2 separate regions of the Bicyclus anynana genome follow, and region 1 is linked to region 2. A link is a contact called in public Hi-C data. All regions are on one chromosome and are shown on one strand. Each heading gives the region's core, a stretch centred on a gene start, on an enhancer-like site or on the middle of the called end of the contact. The rest is flanking DNA. Distances are from core to core; before and after follow the strand shown.

Region 1 (5,703 bases), core at 2,051-4,550, 35 kb after region 2:
AGGGATGATGACAGTTTTTTAAACTGTATATAAATTAAGAGTATGCTAATAGTAAAGCAATTTTGTAAAAGTAACAGGGTATCTGCGATCATTACTTTCGGAGTTACAGGATGTAAAGGGTCAGATTTGCGGCGCTGCCGCGGATCCCTGAAAAACGCCCCATACAAAATGGTATGGGGCGTTTTTCGTATGGTACGAACTAATGACGTCGTAGGCAATAAATGATCGTTAGATTTGTATGGGCGTTTAAACAAAATTACTAATATCTTTGTTATTTCTGAGTTTATGTTTATAGTTTATATATTAAAAAATGACACTTAATGTAAGGAAGCTAAAACTGTATGAATTTTCATCTAATTACGATAAAAGATTTTTAATAGATTTTGAAATTTTATAATCTTATTTATTTTGCATATATCCAGTCAATCTTTGCTTTGTATAAATTAGTTAACATTGACCTTATTTACCCGAATTTATTATAAAAATCAATATATTCAAACCTAGTCATCATACCCATTTTCATTGTCAAAACAAAAGCCGTAATGTTACATTAAAAAAGATAACACTGTCGCTAAGTTTTCTTGGTTTGTTTAATTTTCCGCTTAACTTTCTTGTTTCCTTCTTTCATAAGTAGCAATTGCTATTTTAAAGAGTAATAATAGTCGACCAATTTAAAAACGTAATTGGAAATTAAAAATTTAATTAAAAAAAATTACGTTGTCAGTAAGATAACTCAGAGTCTGTTAAAAATAGAACGCTGAAATTTGGTGTTTATTAATAACTTCGATAAAGTGATAAAAAGAAAATTAGAAAAAACTAATTTGAAAAAAAAACTAATCGCCTATCCCATGGTGTGGGGTATCGTTACCGGTATTTTTGTTCATTACATAAAGGATTAAAGTGCTAACTTAACCTACGAAACCCTACACTGCGCGGGGCCCGACACGCACTTGACCAGTTTTTATTATTATCTGTTGGTAAATGTTATGTTGACAGTCGGCTGATTGTGTCTAATGTTTACGACTACTGCGATACGATAAACTCGATTTATCATTCATTCGGCTAGTGATGTGTTTGATAATATTTATAAAACGAACGATCAAAACTTCTATCGCATTTGTAAATATTGTTTTGTAATAGCTGGATCCGGCACATGCTGTCGCGTGCCGTCATAGATTGAAGACACTACATGTTATAAGTAGACCCCATATCATATAATCATATCATATCGTATCATATCATCATCATCAAAACATATAAATAAAATTAAAGTATATATAGTACATTTAAATTCATGTTTATAAATGTGTATATAAATAGACCACGCACTATAAAGCGCATTGGTCGACCCCCGCAGGTGGAATGACGACAGAGCGAGTGGCAGAGATTCGCTGGATGCAGGTGACTCAGGATGTTTGGAAGTCCCTACAAAAAGTCTTATGTCCTGCAGTGGCTGATATGATAATGATGATGATACATATGTATATAAATACAATTAAATTTTATTTAAATGTATTGATTGAATTGTAAGGAAAAAGAGGTTGCAGCGCGAATATCAACAAGTATTAACTCATTCAAACTAATCTCCCAGTATCAATGCAATCTTTTCATTGTCGCATCACTAAATAAATTCTTTCATTGTTGGTCACTTTATTGATCGTTTCACGTGGCGAATTGTTCGTTTTGTTTTTTGTTACTTGCTGTTGCAAAGTGTAGTTTTTAAAGGATGCGCTACCGGATTGTACAGGAAAAGCGGCTGACATATCTCGGAGGTACTGTGTTAGTTTATTTTCCTTTTAAAACTGTTACAAAATACAAAAAGTTATATACACTTGACGGCACTTTATCAACTTGTTGTTACTCTATTAATCTGTGAGATTAATTTGAAACGACCATATTTATGAACATCGATTTAGATTTAAATCTCAATTTAATCTACTTTACTTTGAATAACATAGAGGTAGAAATTTTAATCCATGTTTATAAATATGGCTAAAAGAGTCTAAAATATCTTGAAAATGTGACATTTTGTCAAATTAAATTGGGAAATGTTTGACTTGATAAACATGTTTAAACGTTTCCAGTGCATTATTGCATTGTCGCAAATAAAATGTTTATTAGATTGAAGAAGTTTCATAATTCAAGGAACTACAACAAAACACTCTTTCAGTGCAATATTGTAGTTAACAATGTTTATTTTTTCACCGCGTGGGTGTTTGATTCCGTTTCTTCGAAGTTCCGGTATTTATCTATAGAATTATAGGGGACAAAGTGTTATTTGTTTTATTAACTGTCACTTATATATATATATAATACAATGAAATGATTATTTCTTGCTTTTATTTTTTTTTCGAATAAGCTCGCGTTTGACCATCATCTAACCTAACCGTAAGTGTAGATACTGTCTAAAGATGGGATACGCTTTCCTAGAAGGTTGTTTTCACTCTTGTTTTGAAGATTTAGCTATATGATTCAGAAATCACAGACTTGGGAATTATAGCTAAATTATAACTCCGAACATATATATTACGAATGTAGGTATTTATTATTATTGGACAATCACTGGGGCAACGCAAGTGTGAAGTAGCATTAAGATAAAAACTATAACAATAGCAAATTAAAATTTATTGAAGAAATATCGTAAACCACAAAGCGCAACTCATTGTTTTTATATATTCGATCGTGTTGGTTACTTTATCTTTATATTTACTTTTCATTACATTGTGTTTGTGTGGTTGTTATGCTAATTGGAAAAATATCGATTGCAATATAAAGAGTTTTTAAATTATTAATGTAATCAGATGTTGTTTCTTCATCTCCGAACAAAATGTTCAACCAAAGTCACTTCATGTTTGTTGTGCAAAAAGTTCTTCAATTAATTATGTTTATATATAAGATAAGAACTACGAATGACCATCATTTTAGATATACATGCAGACACCTCGCTCACCGAAACACCGTTCGATCATTCAGTACAGTGATTATGCATATAGGTACTCGCACGTTTTTATATATTACGTTATTGTTATAGATTAAGTTACTGACACTGAGTTCGTGATATAATTGGATCAGGTGCAGACTATATTTAGCGTAGTGAAATATACAGTATACACATGAGAGTGGTAGAGTGTCGGGTGCGAACTGCGATGTAGTCGCGTCTCCCCGGCACGGCAGGCTGGGCGTGGGCCGACGCAGTGTTGCGAGCGTTAGGTCTGCGCGCGCGCCGACGCGGTGCGGCGAGCATTAGGATTGCGCGCGCGCCGACGCGTCCACGGCGGGCGGCCGACACGCCCGGGTCGACTCAGTGACGAGGGACGATCGCGGCGCGGAGCGAGTGCGCGTGCGGCTCGTGTATAATTAGCAGGGAGCAGCCCTGGGAGGCGCGGCGGGCCGCGGGCCGCAGCGAGCGACGGGCGATGCGCCGCCCGCGCCCCGCGCATGCTGCGCCTACACTACTTCTCCGACAATCCCGCTCTCGTCGTAGAAGACGACGAAGAGTCTGTCTACTCCATCGAACTCATCAAAGAGTTCGAGGCTGTCGGCCGAGCGTGGAAAGCGTTCCTCGCCGACTGGCTAATAGAAGGTGGTCGGTTTGTTCAGTTGTTTACATCTCCCACGCCGCGTTACGTTTATAGTTTATAGTTTATATACCCGTTTTTTTTCCTCCGTTACATTGTTTCAAGCGTTACTCTTGTTTTGTTGATAAATATCTCAATACATCGTTCATTCATCGGAAGCTTATGTAGTGATTTACCGTATTGATCTTAAATTATAAGTATGTGTTAATTACTTATAATAAATTAGGGAAAAAGAATTCGAGTGTATTCGTGGCAGGTATTATGTAGCCTAATAGTAAGTACAATACGAGTATATCGACAACAGCACGGTAAGCGTCCAGTGGACTAGGTGTGTTCTTTTTCGGTCGGTATCGGTAATCGGTAAAATATTTTTAATCATTACAAGGCACCTATTGTATTATTTATGGTAAAGATGTTCAAAATTTTATTAATTTCTCACTTTTGCAAAATACAATTTTCACAGTAGTTAGCTACGTACTTTGGACAGAGGATATGGAATGGGTACGTACGTGACCATACACTGTATGTCCAGATATAGTGTATCACCCATAAATAAGATTCTATATATTTACATATACCGGCATTTAAATAAAACAATTTAAGACTCAAAAATACAAGAAACACTTTTTTTTATTTAATAGTAAGTATTGGTGTTTTTTAGATACAGTGTTTGACATGACAAATGTTTGTTGTTCCGATTTCCTTGTCGCCACGAGTTAGTCTAATAAGAGCCAACTAAATATAATTATAGACTCTTCGAGTGAGTATTGCCTACATTCAATCTTACGTTGTACGAGGCTCTCTCTGACGTCATGACCTTAGCTTCAATGCGAATACTTGTGAACGTAAATAAATAAACAACAGATGTTCTCGCATCAATAATTAAGATGGTCGAATTCATAATCATTTTCATCTTTTCAATCTGCCGACCTATACACTAACTTTACCGTATGTTAGCCACCTATAATTAACATAAATCAATAACAACCGTAACATTTTTCGTATTCCGTAAAGCCCGAACGAAAATCACTACCAACTACTCATACTCAACCGTATGAAAATTTTGCCTGTAAGTAATCTCAATTTTGATCAGTTAGTATTGAATAAAAAGTGAATACGAAATCACTTAACAATTACTAACAATAGCCAGTTGGTCAATTCTGTGTATATCCACTAATGTTATTCAAAGTTAGTGAATAGGCCGGCTGATCAATGATCGAGTAAATAGCCATCTAGGACCTATCCTAGATGGCTTATCTAAACCTTACCAAACCTACTTCATCATTATCAACCCATATTCGGTTCACTGCCGAGCTCGAGCCTCCTCTCAGAATGAGAGCGGTTAGGCCAATAGTCCACCACGCTGGCCCAATGCGGATTGACAGACTTCACACACGCAGAAAATTAAAAAAAATATCTTAAAAAGATACTTCACGATGTTTTTCATTCACCGTTTGAGACACGTGATTTTTAATTTCTTAAAATGCACACAATTAATTGAAAAGTTGGAGTAGCATGCTGCCCCAGGTCAATCCTACTTCAAACCTACTTGAAATAAACGTATTTGTATGATGAAGGTCGGTTTGTTTTAAGTAATCGCCAAAAAACAAGTCATTATTATCATGTAACTTTTTTGCCTATCGTCCATACAATAGTGTTAACTTGACTCTTATTTGTATTGCTCATCGAAAATATTAAATGAAACCGGTTACTATAATGTTGGAAATGAGGAAAACTTAGGAAATATTTATTCTTCATACAGTTAACGATTTCCATTGGTGTCGTTATGAATACATGTATATTGAATTCAATTCTACTATACTAATATATGCGAATGTATTGTGAGGATGGAAGTATGATGTTTGTTACTCTTTCACTCTTGATTTAATTTATTAAGAAATAGTTTCTGTTATATTACCTTTCTATCGGTGTTCTACAGAATATATTTCGGGGAGTGCGCTAAGGAACTGTTCGATCTTCGAATCTTGTGCCTTCCCCGTTCTACCACAGGACTCCTATTAGTGGAGTGCCGTTAGACTTAAAAATTGTGAAACCTCGAAATCCACAGTCAGTCTATGAATCTTTATAAAAACTTTGGAAATGTGTTTTTAATAGTGTATAGAAA
Region 2 (5,940 bases), core at 1,006-3,505:
AAGGAACCCCAAAATATTCGTTTTAAAATTTTCTTTTTATCACTTTGTAGACGTAGTTAATATACATTACCAACCCAAAGAACTTTCTAGTTTTACGAAAGAAAAAAATCAATTAATTGAAATTTTTGACCAAGTTATAGAATTTTTTTTTTGCGTGACAGTTATTAAAAGCTTCTTTAATTCATACTGATATTTAGCATTAACTATAAAAAATAAATAGTATAACTATAAAAATACTAAAAATAATATGTATAATATTTATAATAATATTAATGAATATTAATATAAAACTAACTTATAATAGTTTATATAAGCTATAATATGTTAGTTTTGCAGATTTTACCTTATTTTTGGTAGTCAGATCCGCGAATAATGAAAGCCGCGAATAAAGAACTTGGGTCGCAATTTTTTAATCCGCGAATAGTGAAAACGCGAATAAAGGAAGCGCGAATAAGGGACTTTCACTGTGGCTGTAATATCCAGACCTTCCTAAAGTCCTACCATTTTTTAAACGCAATCACGGAGTGAAAGCAGGGGAGGCTTTAGGAGGCAGCACGGTTCAAGGGTCCAACTCCTAACCGTCCGAGTAGAAAGCGTAATTATTTTATATTTTTTCAGTATAATTTTTGATATCAAAGTCAAAGTCAACATTTTTGTTTTTCATTTAAATCTTTTGTTCATTTTAAACCCTGATAATGTATGTCTTATGTCGCAATATGGTTAGGCTTAATTTCAATATGTATTTTCTAGAATAATAAAAAAATAATAAATTTTTTATTGTCTTTTTTATACTAATTTATTATATAAAACAATGTACGCATTATACTTACAAATTATACAAAATTGAAAATTCCTTCTCTACAGAATCATAAAAAGTCCTCAGGGTAGGTTGTAATAAAATAAAATAACTAGCGTATTAATCAACTCGCCAACCTCACTAAAACGTCAACTTTGTAGGGATGGTTTATTTTGAACGTAAACTAAATAAATGTAGGTAATACTTTCTGTTTTGTACAATAAAATAAAAAAAAAGTACATTATTGCATATACTATGAAGAGCACCCCATTGTGTACGAGTATGAGCTTTCAACTCTTCCGCATACTTTCAACTTTTCCTCATAATTATTATCTACGTTTCTAATTTGAACTGCTAAGCTGCGGAACACCCTTCCGGCGTCTGTTTCCTGCCGTCTGCAATCTAAACACCTACAAGGCAAGAGTGAATAGGCATTTTCTAAGCACTTTCTAGGTAAGCGCGTTCCATCCTAGACCTCACCATTGCTTTCCATCAGGGATGATTGTAGTCAAGCGCAAGCCTATAAACAGGATACGCGCGAAAAACGTAACCTTTTGTTTTAAAAGTTTGAAAAACCGGCAAGATAATGCCGTGTGCACGTAGGCTTAGTTGAACGAAAATGACAGTTGTTTGCGTAGGCACAATTATAAATAAATGTGTTAGACGTATATATGAAGGACTCATAATAATGGTGGAGGTCCTCAACGACATGCAAGGTATACTTCCTCATGTTCATCTGCCGCGCTAGAGTGAATACAAAAATCCTTGAACGCGCTAATCTCAGGAACTACTGGTCCTATTTGAAAAAATCTTTCAGTGTTTAGTGCTGTTTAGGCAAAACACACTCACGACATTTTTTTTGCTATTAGGTTTTTCGCGGCGCCCTCTTGGTTTGCATAATTCTACCACCGGAGTCCACTCGCTGGCTAGTTTGATATAAAAAAGAGAAAAAATAACAAGATAGAGGGTAGATCAATTCTGCAACCTTTACAGCTGCTGTCAAGTTCGCATCTCGCTAACTTCAGTCCCGTCGTGACCCCGATCTATAGTACTGGGTCGAAATATCGACATCAAAAATCTCGTCGTTTTATTTAAAAAAATCAAAATTCATTTATTTCTCGTGGTATGTACCCGTTTAAATAATATTCGTAACGAACAACCACGAAATAAGTTTAAAATCATTAATTTTTAACTGTTATAGTAAAAGGAAGGTCTCGCCACCACTGGCTCTTAGTCTATATAAAAAGATAATGAACGCTTTAAACAAGTTATTGTTGCTATGTTGACTACAGTGTGCATCGGAAGTATCTGTTGATCGAAAAGTAGCGCCTAACTTGCATCGGAACTGTCGCGTGTGCGGCATGCGACTGAAAGTTGCCTCACGCCTCTCTGCTGCCCTCTCGTTCGCCACTCTTTGCTTATTTATTTTACTCAAGTTAGTATTGCCACGGTCGCCGCGAGAGTATGTCGCGTCGCGCATGCTGTTACAAAACACGTGAATAATAACGATAAATGACATATAGATGCATATAAACAATGCAGCCGCATACTGTGTCATCTTAAGTTCTTCTTTGGATTTTCATAGTTGCGCCGTTCAATCGGATCTCGATCTAATGTGGTGTGTTTACGTTTTGGCTTGAGCACATGTGCGTTTTGTGATAATTTGGCGCAATGCCATTGGAAATAAACAACTCCGTAATATAGGTGCAAAATTTTAATCTTCCACACGTTATAATTTATAAGGAAATCAGTTTGGATTACATAATAATAAACACGATAAAGTGCACCGGCCATTTGTGACTTTGTGATTAAACATATTTTTACATATTAACTCTATACTAAATATCATAAATATTATAAAGTTTGTTGGGGTAATATCTGGATCTACTAAACCGATTAAGAAAATTCATTTACCAATAGAAAAATACATAGTTGTGAGTGTCATAGGCTATATTTTATACCTGTATTCCTACGGGAACGGAAACTACGCGGTTGAAACAGCAAGGCGTCTGCTAGTAATAAATATTAAAAAAAAATATATGAAGTTTCTAGTTTGATTATTAAAATAATTATAAATTAAATCATAAACTATATATTTTTTACTAAAATATTTTTATTTACGTATGTACCTATCTATTATAATTATTTCATTGAAATTGAAATAGTAACTAAGTATTTAATTGCAAATGACTGACCGAAATAGGTCATGAAGGTGTTTTAAATTTACATACGTGTAGGTAAGTGGCAGTTACAAACAAATTATAAAGTTTTTATTTTGACGACAATCAGTACATTATGCATATCAATATAAAGTGACTAGTTATTTTTATTTATAGAAGTTACTCATGTTAAATGTCATATATTATAATAAATCATAGGAGTAATTATGATAATTCCTACCTATAAATGATAATAACGAAATATCCACTACAGAAATACCTACCTGAAAGCGATTATTTCATTTCTTCTTGATCGTAATATTTCACTGTTCCAAGATTCACCTTTTCCAAAAAGTAAACGGGTCCAATTAGGTATTTGTATTTGTACATTTCTTTTTGATGAGGGACTAGGTAGCTAATTTAGTCCCTAATTAAAACAAAAGTATTCATCGAGTTTAGTCTGGCTATCAGTCTATTCCTAGAAACTATATTTTGGTATACTTAAATGTTTGATAGGGTATCAAACATAAGTATCCAAAAAAAAAAGTTTTAGATTTGCATACGAGTACCTAGGTAATAAATATAATAATTAAAAGAGTTGCTTGGGATTAAATTTAATGTACCTACTACCTACCTATTGTGTTAAATTTTCAGGGTACAGAACGTGTTACCTTTGTTTTGTAATCCAATCAAATTTGTTTTATTTAAATAGGCTACTAGCATATTTAATAAAAGGCTAGTTTACTGCTACATCATTTATTAAATATATTTAAAATTAAAAAATCATCAAACTCAAACTCAAAATTCATTTGTTTTAATTAGGTATACTTACAAGCACTTTCGAAACGTCATTCATATGTAAACTAGCGGCCCCCGTCTAGCTTTGCTTTAACTAATGTGCGCATCTTGCTGCCTTACCCTACCCTACCATACCCTACAAATGCCCCATACAAACTTCCACCCACCATTTTAGGGAAGTGGGGGTTTAGAAAGAGACAAAAAGTAGCCTATGTCACTCTCCATCCTTTCCAACTATCTCCTCTTAAAAATCAGCCAATTCTTCGCTCTCACATTTATAATATTAGTACCTATGGATTACTAGCAGACGCCCGCTACTTCGTACAACCTTCGCGTGAAATTCAGTATTTCACCAATACCGCGGGAACCGTCTATTTTCCTGGATTAAAGTATGTTGCTATGTAACCTCTATCTTCCAGTGAAAGTTCCATTACTATCGGTCCAACAGTTCCAAAGAATAGTCCGTTCTAAACAAACAGACATACATTAAAAAATAACTTGATTGTGTTTTAGTATCGTGTAAATAATAAACTACCATAGGTGCTTGAGAAAACACAGTTATTTTGACATCACAAACAGATCCTTTTATTTTATTTGTATGTATTTATTGATTAACTAGCCGACGCCAGCGACTTCGTCCGCGTGAAACTCGATGTAAACTTTCAACTACCCCTATCCTACCCCTACCCTACCCCTACCCTACTTTTCTGGTTGATTTTTTACACCTTGTGTCCGAAAAACCCAAATATCTTACGGAACCCTATTTTTTTCCGAAATAAAATTTAGCCTATGTTACTTGTGGATAATGTAGCTTTCGAATGTTGAAAGAATTTTTAAAATCGGTCCAGTAGTTTTTGAGCCTATCCATTACAATCAAACAAACAAACAAACAAAGTTTTCCTCTTTATAATCTTTATAATATTAGTATAGATTTATTATGACATAATATTAATCCTGCTTCTTTTATGAAGATGAAAGCCGATCCACTTACCTCCAAACTTGCTTAGAGGCATTGGATCGGCTTTCATCTTCAAACAACAAGTAGAATTAATAATATTCAAACCCACCCCAGGTACATTAATGTCATTGCACCTTCATATCTATATCATGTGTAAAAGCTTAGCGATTTGGAAATGTATCTAATACATTTATTTTACACTAGCGTGTACACCTCACAGTTTCACCTGCGTAGTTCTCGTTTCTGTAGGAATACGGGAATAAAATAGCCTTTGTCACTCACAATAACGCAGATTTTTAATTGTAAAATAATTTTCAAAATCGTTTCAGTAGATCCCTCACTAATTACAAACTATAACAAAAACTCACAAACTTTATCTGTTTACGATATTAGTAATAAATCTATACTGTTATCATAGAGAGATTATAAGATTTTAGGATTTATAATATGTTTAGTATTGAAATTACATCGATCATTGATATGCAAATGTCTTGTAAATAAGTAATTTGTTTTAAATTCATTAACATTGTGAATCGTAGATTTACATCGGTGAAATGATTCAAGATATTAATTTAAAATTTAAACTTTATCTTGAAAATTGTAAACGATAAGCCGCGAATAACTGCTGATTTTTTTCATTTAAGTCTTAAATAAACTGTTAAATAAATTGATTGGATAAGAATTAGTAGTAGTAGTAGTAATCATCATCACTTTCAATGAATTCTCTGTGACCTCTTGTTAGGACTTTCAAGCATCACGGTTTTAAACCGCCTGCATCCAGCGGCTTCCTGTAACCCCCTCGATACGTCGGTCCACTTAAAGGGGGGTCGACCAGTACTGCGCTAACAGCGGCGTCATTCCAGCTCTGGGTCCCCAACATCCATACGCTCTTCGAATTATGTGCCTTGCCGTTGCCACTTTAGCTTGTGACTAACTACGAGTATGTCGGACTTTAATGATATTCGTAGTAGAGCTTTCTGTGTCTAGTCATGCCCACTTGTAAGTTCTACCATCATGCTTATGTGATCGGTCGTCTTTGTTCTAAGATTTTTGCCTTTTGGCTAAAAGCAAATTATCCCTCTACTCTCTATAGACTCTAAAACCCCTCCAGGTACTTCAGAACCGAATCATGCGGCACGGGCGCTCCGTGATTTGTACGCAATAACGTCTTACATAGAGACCTAGATCTCCCTGCAATAGCCCAATATGTTAAACAGCTCTTAAAAACT

Evidence for each region. Hi-C and Micro-C count contacts between places; a contact is called where the count stands out from the background.
Region 1: a contact with region 2 is called in a Hi-C map of whole larva, with 2.9 times the contacts expected there. The contact joins two enhancer-like sites. A contact is called at or near these places in 2 of 2 Hi-C or Micro-C datasets (whole body and whole larva).

Annotation. Positions count from the first base shown.
Region 1 is chrZ:6,281,226-6,286,928 of ilBicAnyn1.1, forward strand. All of the region lies in intron 11 of LOC112048380, which reads left to right. Among protein-coding and RNA genes, the nearest start is that of LOC112053286, 27 kb to the right of the region's middle. Within about 2 kb of position 3,301, at least 8 of the 8 cell types and tissues checked have open chromatin away from gene starts, as enhancers often do.
Region 2 is chrZ:6,247,721-6,253,660 of ilBicAnyn1.1, forward strand. All of the region lies in intron 9 of LOC112048380, which reads left to right. Among protein-coding and RNA genes, the nearest start is that of LOC112048380, 53 kb to the left of the region's middle. Within about 2 kb of position 2,256, at least 8 of the 8 cell types and tissues checked have open chromatin away from gene starts, as enhancers often do.